Regions from separate parts of the Mus musculus genome. Here regions 2 and 3 are each linked to region 1. Evidence: chromatin contacts called from public HiChIP or PLAC-seq data. All regions are on one chromosome and are shown on one strand. Each heading gives the region's core, a stretch centred on a gene start, on an enhancer-like site or on the middle of the called end of the contact. The rest is flanking DNA. Distances are from core to core; before and after follow the strand shown.

Region 1 (2,619 bases), core at 35-2,534:
CTTGGCCCTGTCCCCTTGCACAGCTGCCTACAGCCTCAGCCCACTGTTAGGTTTCCCCACATTGCTCAAAAAGGCAGACTATAGCTTCTAGCCTTATTTTCTGTTGTTTTGTTTTGAGTTTTTAAGACAAGCTCTCATTATATATAGCCTTAGCTGACCTGGAACTCACTCTGTAGATCAGGCTGGTGTCAAACTCAAAGAGATCTGCCTATTTCTGCTGGGATTAAAGATGCCTGCCACCATACCTGGCTGGCTTTTAGTTTTGAAAGGCTCTTTATCAGTACCAACCAGAAACTCCAAGGATCCTCGGTAGGTATGTGACTTTTAGTACACCTGCTCCATACTCCAGCCACGGCCAGCGACTACAGAGAGGACTCCTAGGACACCACCATCATAGAAACAGCTGTTTCCTGCCCACACTCACCCTGCTGCCATCTGGGGTGTGTGGGAACCTCACAGGAAGATGTCCGCTGTGAGTAAGTTCAGATGGATCCCTGGGTTGGGTTCTGTCTGGTTGATAGGTGTCATCACTACTAATTTATGAGTAGGCCTGGTGTCCATTGCCAGCTGCCTGCTGGATACAGCCTTGCCCAGACCTGGATCTAAGCTGCTCTCGGTAGCCCTTCCCAGAGGCCCCCAGCCTGCCCTTTTGTTAGCGTTCATGAACTATGGACTCTTTTCACCTCATTGTCAAAGCTGCAAACACTTTTCAGCTGAGAGTTGGTCCTGAGGTGGAAGGGAAGGGAGAGGTGCCCCTGCCGCAGACATCAGGGTCTGTCCAGAGGTCAGCAAGCTCAGTAGCAACTCCCAGAGGAGCCATTCCGAGGAGCCTGGATCTAGGTTAGGTTAAATGTTGCATACCAACTCCACTGGGACTCTGGGCTGTCCCCATCCCTTAAGCTGTTGTTTCTTGTCCCTGGAGATGCAGACCACAGTTGCATGGACTGCTGGGCAGAGCTATTGGGGATTCTCAGCAAGGTTTGTACCCACACAGGTGGAGAACCTCGTGACCTAGAGTGCAGTTCATATACTGGCTGACAGTCTTCCCATCACAACCCAGGGCTGTGAATGTCACTTCATGGGGTCAGAGGGAATGAAGCAAAGGGCAGTTGGGGATATCTGAGACACCAGCAGGCTTGGCTCCCAAAAAAATGACAAGAGAAAGGGGCTTGGAGACCCACCTTCTCTGGCTATAAATTCAAGGGCAGGACACCCCTCCTCTCCTAGACACACCAGGGCTTCCTGCTGTCTGCCTGTCAGCTCAGAAATCACTCAGAAGTCCTAGGGCCCAGGGGAGGAAGTGGGAGGCCAGGATGTCACATGCCCAACCAGCAGCCATTACCTGACCTGAGTCTGTGGCTCTTGAAAATGTGTGAGACTTCTGGTAACTCCCTGCCTCAGTTTATCCTTATCAGGGCTCAGTGCCCTTGAAACTGGCTTGACAAGCACTACCTCTTGCTGGGGGAGACCCCTGATCCCTCCCAGTTGGAGGACAAATATGCTTTGGGCTCCAGGTTCCTGAGGCACTGTCTGCCTCAGGGGAGTTTAGTTAGATGAGCCCTAACCCCACCCTAGGTTCTTCAGCTGTAAATGGAGCTGAGGCCACCAGGGACCTCTGGGAGCCCCGGGTCTAGAACAGGCAACATGACTCCTTCTGCCTCTGGACTGCACGCCCAGCCTCCAACATATGCTGCCCACATGCACAGAGGGTGTGTCTCAGTTGCGGGCACAGGTCCCCACCCCACTCTTAGCTCTGCTGACTTGCTGACAGGTTTTTGCCCTGGTGGGGTTGGAGTAAGAGTGAGAACAGCCAGCTGGAGCCCTGGGAAGGGGGTGAAGCTGGGGCATAACAGTATTGGAGCTCATCTGGGTAGTACTGTGAGTCAGGGCTCCTCACCACCACACAGCAGGCTGGCTGGGAGCTCTGCCCTCCTCCTCAGCCCCCTTGCTTCCATGGAGAAGTGCGGGGGCTGGGGGTTGGGCTGGTCTGCTCTCATAGTGTATGGCATTTTCAGATGCACCCCACTTCTGCTGGGGTGTCTGGGGAAGGGGTGCTCCCACTGCAGAGCCAAAATGGCACAGCATTGGGCAAGGCAGTGGACCAGACTCTGGCCACATTCTTGCTCTGTTGGGCTGCCAAGAGATGGAACTTTTTGGTCACCTGTGTTGATTGGAACTCTGACTGCAAAGGAGGTGCCAGCTGTAGAATATGTTTCCACTCCCTTTAGTGGCCAGTGAGCCATATGTCCTTTGTCGTTTGAATGAGAACGGCCTCCATTGACTCATTTACTTAAATGTCTGGTTTCCAGTTGGTGGACTGTTTAGGAAGGATTAGGAGGTGTGGCCTTGTTGGAGGAGATGTTTCCCTGGGGATGGGGTTTCAAAAGCCCAGGCCAACCCTCCCACAGCCCCCTCCATTTTGCCAATAAGATAGATGATAGATAGATAGATAGATAGATAGATAGATAGATAGATGGATGGGTGGATAGATGGGTGGATAGGTGGGTGGGTAAATGGATGGATGGATGGGTGGGATGGATGGATGGATGGATGGATGGATGGATGGATAGGTGGGTGGGTGGGTGGATGGATGGATGGATGGATGGATAAGTGGGTGGA
Region 2 (2,619 bases), core at 82-2,581, 110 kb after region 1:
GAGTGTGGCCTATAGGAGGCAGAATCCCATTCACCAAATGCTGCAAAGAGCTTTTCTTTGTTCGCCATGGTACTAAGTACAGTACGTGTTAACGAACCCGGCGGTCAGGAGCATCAGGGGGCGTCCAAAGGCGAGGGTCCAGAACAAGCCTGCCCACGCAATTCCAGGCCCTTGTCCCACTCACCCGCAAGCACTGTTCCCCTAGTCTGAGGGTAGAAGAGGAGCTTGTGTATGTGGGGGCGGGAGGGGGGGTCGAGAAAACACTTGGGTCAACTCAAATCACCCTCTTCGGATTCTGGGTTTCCAAGTCTCTTTGGTCCCGGTTCCACCAAGTGAAACCCCTAGCTGGCAACCTGACTCCCACCGGCTAGCAAACCAAGGATTGGCAGAAAGAAAAAAAAAAAAATGTGACTAGGCTAGTATCCTGTGACGGACGGCCCTCTTCGCCATGTGCAAAAACCACGCCGGCACAGGCGACCCCCCACTCCTCAAGCCCTGGCCTCGGCCACGCCGCCTGCTTCCCCCTCCCTAGGCAGAGCGCCCTCTCACCCCCATCGACACCGCGCGGGTCAGTCGTGTAGCCTTGGAGTCGTCCCTGCGCGCCCGCATCCCAGGGGTGGCGGGTGTAAACTTCCGTGAACAAAAGAGTTGTCTGCAAACGATGCGGAACTTCGGGGCTCAGCGCCTTCGCTGCTGCCACAAGCCAGGGCTCAAGTTGAGCCTCAAAGGAGGAGGCTGCTCGGGACGCAGCCGTCTCCGCGGCCGTCCGCTGGGTCGGCGGAGCGCAGACTTTTCGGCAGCGCTAGGTTTGCTCGTCCCCCGCCAGCGCGCTGACAAGTCTCACGCCTGCACCAGGGCGAGCAAGAGTCGGCGCCGGTAGAAACCACCGGATCCGCCGTATAACAAGGAGACAGGGAGAAAGAAAGCCAGCAGCATTAAGGAAGGAAAGAGCGAGCGCAGCGCACGCGAGCCCAACTTCCCCCGCCGCCGCCGCCGCCGGGGAGCTCGCACCGACCCCACTCCGGACCAGCCCCCTGGCGCGGTTGCCCGGCCGGGTCGCTTACTGTGCGCGCCGGACGCGGGCCGTCACTGCAAGCGCTCGCCAAGTCGTCCGGGCTGCACGCCCGCGTCCGCCGTGCGCACGCTCTCCGGCCGGCGCCGAGCGCTTTGTACCGAGCGACTCCCGGGGAGGAGGAAATCGACTTGTCACTTCCTGAACTGTTTGCAACTCGTCCCTTTAACCGACCTCGGCCAGGCCGCCAATGCCCACTGCTGCCGCCGGGCAGCTCGACCGCGGCTGCGTGAACTCGGTGGCGCTGTGCGGGCGGCGTCGCGGCCGGGGCGCCCGGCGTGCCGCTACGAGGTGCAGTGCGCGCAGCCGCCGGTGGGCGGGGAGAGGGGGGGGGGTCCACGGCGCGCCTCCGTCAGTGTGGCCGGGTGTCCAGTGAACCCGCACCACGCACCTCTCACGCCTGGATGCCGGGGCTCAGGGAAGTAGCACCGCACAAGTCAGGATTGAAACTCAGGCCTCGTGGGCTTCAGATGGCCAGCTTCCGGGTTTGGCTTAGCAGTTTAAAAGAATCTGTGGCGAACAAGACCGCAAAGGGAGGTGGCACGGACTCTGGTGCGGTCACACTTTAGGATAATAAAGCACTGTTCCTGACTCTGGGTGCAATCGAATTTGAGGAATTTGTACTTCAGATGCCACATCCAAAATACATGCAACTGGGGAAGGAAGGATTTGCGGTTGCTAAGCAGAGGCAGGGCATGTTTAGTTCTGTAACTTAGGATGTTGACTCAAGTGCAGGAATGTAACCCTGATAGAATAAGCAGAGTATTTTCATTGTGCAGCTCACCTGGGGGGGGAGGGGATAACGTTCCTTGTGAAATGAAGTCCTAGATTTCCCATCACTCCTTCCTGCTGATGTGTGTTATTAACCTTATCCAAAAAGATTTTTAAGAGTTTTTTTTAAGACTCTATGCCTGTTTTGCGTTCCCCTTTGCCAAAAAAACAAAACACCTCATTACTTTACATGGATTGTGTCTGCACCGTTTGAATGGTTCTATTCATAAATCAGGAAACTTTTTCTGTTGCTTCGAGGAACATTTAATTGGTTTTAATCCAATGTTGCAATCCTAGTATCAAACATAAATGAACAATTAACTTTTTGAGTTTGTGTGCACTTGGGAAACTATTAGATTTCATGGCTATTGCTGAAATATTTCAGTTTGTGACCACACTGGACCTATTCTTTTCAGAAAGGCATAAGCTAACATATTTCACACTAACTACAGCTCATTTCAGAGACTCTGCCATAAGATGAAGATGCTCATCAGAAGGAAGGATGTGTGTTCACCTCAGAGAGATGATTCGAACATAATCAAATCACTCTAAGAAGGCCAAGTGTGCTAATACACAGACTACAAAGATGCTAATATCCATAATACATTACTTCCTTTTAAGAAACATGTTAAGGGCTATGTTTTTTTTTTTTTTAAAGGAATAAGAACCACATGTTCTGTCAAAAGAAGGCAGGCACATGGGCAAAGCAGAGGCTACTATAATACACTTACGGTCACTTCCCAAAAGCCACCTGATCACAGCACTACCACCTTAGC
Region 3 (2,619 bases), core at 76-2,575, 66 kb after region 1:
TCATAAAATGCTCCTCAATGTTCCCAGTGCACCCAGTTCACAAGTGTGAACTTTATACAACAGTGAGAATGTGTGAACAAATATGTGTGTGTGTGTGTGGGGGGGGTCAGCACATCACTTTACCTATGGATAGGAGGATGAACCACACAGGCATAAATATACCATGGGCCCAGCTCTCCCACAAGTGAACCACATGATCAAAATCCCTTCCAAAGCTGAGGCTCAAGGACTGAGCCTTAAGTTTCTGACCATCTACTCTTTGAGAGAAAGAGACACGTACAGCAGATTAACATTTTATAGGAGCCAGTCCTGCTGCCCTGACCACAGAGAGGAGAGGCTGCTGGGTATGCAGATTTTGAGTTTTAAGAACGAAAAGCACTTGGAGGAACACAAATAGAATTTGACCTCAAATGTTCTTGTTTCCATTTCTGCACTTAGACTGGGAAATTCCCAGGGGCCCAGATTCTTGAGGGACTATAAGACTTCTTATGTTCAAAAGATAGAGGAGTTTTACAGCCCTGGAGATCTCAGTGCTGTGTTTTTGATATTCTTTTAAAGTGGTATACAGTCATAACACAATGAGGTCTCTAGATAAGTAGTTACATACAGACTCAAGAGATCTGATTCTTGCAGCCTTCAAAACCCCAGGAAGCAAAGCCACCAGCCAGCCCTGTGGCTGACTCACTCCTGGATTTCGTACCTGTCTACTTGTGCTGACAGTGAGGTGCAGTTATGTATTGGCTCCCCCACCCCAAGGCTGTGGTGTGCTAACTTGGCCCCAGGGCTGCAAAGACCGTCTGTTTTGGGCAGAAGCTCACCAGCCCTTTAAGTGTGAGACTAAAGGCAGCTTTGCTAAACTGATCTGTTGACAAGAACATCAATGGGCAAGCTAGGCAATAACTTGAGCCTTCCCCCAAGGTCTTACCTGGTTAGTTGGTTATTTGATTTAAAAAAAAAAAAAAAAAACCAGAGCGCTCAGGCTGACTTGAAACTCACTATGAAACCCAGCCTGGATTTGAACTTGCTGTAATCCTCCTCTCTGAGCCTCTCAGATGATGGGATTACAGTCATCACATTTGGCTCTCTCATCTGCTTTTAATGAAGTGTAGATAGAAGCTGTCACCAGAATGGAAACTTACTAGAAGCTGAGTCAGGAAAACAGGCTCCTAGGCTTCTCCACTTTAGCCTTTGGCCCTGCCATGTCTTAAGGACAGTCATACAAAACACCAAGTTCATTTCACACAGACAAGAGGGTTAGGAGGGCTGACGGTAGATACTCCACTCAGTCTGATCTGCAAAAACAGGAAGGCTGACCTGCTAGGCTCTAAAAGAAGGGACAAAGATAAGGGTGTAATGGCTACCAGGGCCTTTGCCTCATTAGTAGGGCGGGGACTGCAAATAGCAGCTTGCAGCTTTCACTGCTTTTGGCAAGCCTATAGTCTTGAAAAAAAAAAAAAAAAAGAGGGCAGGGGCTGGTGGGACCACTAAGATTTTAAAACTGCACTGCCCTGAACATTGAAGGCACAGGCCTCTGTTTCTTCATTTGTACAAGGTGCTGTGTCAACCTTGACAAGAGCCTTCAGCTCTACCCCCAAGATCCCAGGAGTACGTACAAATGTCAGGGAAACTAGTATTCTCCATAGCAGCAAAGTTCCAAAGGGCTGGAAAGGCCAGTTTGGCTATTTTTTGATCCCCTCATGTTTGGGGCACATGGAGAGCACATGAGACAGACAGATCTCTAAACTACACACACACACACACCAAGGTTAGCTGCGTTTGTATTAGATAAGGGGACTGAAAGCGAGGACAGCCCTTTAGAAAGCTGTCAATAGATGTGTTACCTCCACACTGGGGGCCCTGTTGAAGCTGAGAGAACATGAGCATGCTCTCTAAGCAACTGTTTACATCCTGGGCCGTCACAGCATCCCTGCCCACTGGTGAAACTGGGCTTCAGAGCAGTGCCATGTGTCCTCGGGGCACACCCAGTTGGCAAACAGCAGACATGAGCATGCTCTGCGGCCCTACAGCCATACTCTTGCGACTAGGACAGGATGTTCCCGACTTGCTCACTGCCTATCCTTCTCCACTGAGAGGCCGACACCCAAAGATAGTGCAGTAGCCATCTCCTGGCCTACAGCACCATGGCAGCCCGCTCCCGCTCCCTCACCTTTGTGAGAGGGCAGCCCAGGAGGCTCACAGACAGCTGTCCTGGGCCAACTCCACTCCTTCCATTCTGTACTTCACTCCACACACACTGTCTGGAACCAATAAAAGGGACATGAACTGAAAAGCATCCTGTGTGGATTTCAAAAATCGCATACATATGTAACCACAACAAGGATCAATTCAAACTGTAAAGAGTTTTTTTTTTTTTTTAAGCAGACACATGTACTTGTATGTGGATGTATTTTTCACTGGAAACAAATCACATACTAGCCTGTATTAGTCCATAAGCAATTTCTTCTAGGAGGTCCTGGCTCAGGGATCACAATCACACATAAACCCCCGGCTGTGTAATGCCGGGATTGCTGGTGGTGGTTTTAATGTTGTTTTGGTCATCTGACCACAATGGAAACTGTCTAGCCCCGAATGCCAGCTTCTCCACACAGGTACAAGCAC

The links. HiChIP or PLAC-seq counts read pairs in DNA pulled down with a chosen protein or histone mark.
Region 2: a contact with region 1 is called in an H3K4me3 HiChIP or PLAC-seq map of bone marrow-derived macrophages, with 4 times the contacts expected there. The contact joins the promoter of Fam53b here to the enhancer-like site in region 1. A contact is called at or near these places in 15 of 39 promoter capture datasets (the 3T3-L1 cell line, the C10 cell line, the HPC-7 cell line and 9 more), 1 of 15 datasets of contacts at CTCF or cohesin (large pre-B cells), 11 of 484 Hi-C or Micro-C datasets (the G1E-ER4 cell line, bone marrow-derived macrophages, cerebellar granule neurons and 4 more), 17 of 115 datasets of contacts at active chromatin or transcription factors (the 230-238 cell line, the HPC-7 cell line, the SCID.adh cell line and 12 more) and 6 of 9 other capture datasets (adipose tissue, bone marrow-derived macrophages, embryonic stem cells and 3 more).
Region 3: a contact with region 1 is called in an H3K27ac HiChIP or PLAC-seq map of microglia, with 3 times the contacts expected there. The contact joins two enhancer-like sites. A contact is called at or near these places in 1 of 484 Hi-C or Micro-C datasets (liver), 2 of 115 datasets of contacts at active chromatin or transcription factors (CD8 T cells and microglia) and 2 of 9 other capture datasets (adipose tissue and liver).

The regions. Positions count from the first base shown.
Region 1 is chr7:132,698,522-132,701,140 of GRCm38.p6, forward strand. All of the region lies in intron 6 of Lhpp (phospholysine phosphohistidine inorganic pyrophosphate phosphatase), which reads left to right. Among named protein-coding and RNA genes, the nearest start is that of Lhpp, 89 kb to the left of the region's middle. Within about 2 kb of position 1,285, at least 53 of the 459 cell types and tissues checked have an H3K27ac peak or open chromatin away from gene starts, as enhancers often do. A contact at or near this core is called in the 230-238 cell line, CD8 T cells, the G1E-ER4 cell line and 7 more, where this site is marked.
Region 2 is chr7:132,812,517-132,815,135 of GRCm38.p6, forward strand. Fam53b (family with sequence similarity 53, member B) reads right to left here and starts at 1,332. Exons shown (of 5, transcript NM_001381858.1): 1 at 1,065-1,332.
Region 3 is chr7:132,764,661-132,767,279 of GRCm38.p6, forward strand. The region is part of intron 3 of Fam53b (family with sequence similarity 53, member B); the gene reads right to left. Among named protein-coding and RNA genes, the nearest start is that of Fam53b, 48 kb to the right of the region's middle. Within about 2 kb of position 1,326, at least 61 of the 459 cell types and tissues checked have an H3K27ac peak or open chromatin away from gene starts, as enhancers often do. A contact at or near this core is called in CD8 T cells and microglia, where this site is marked.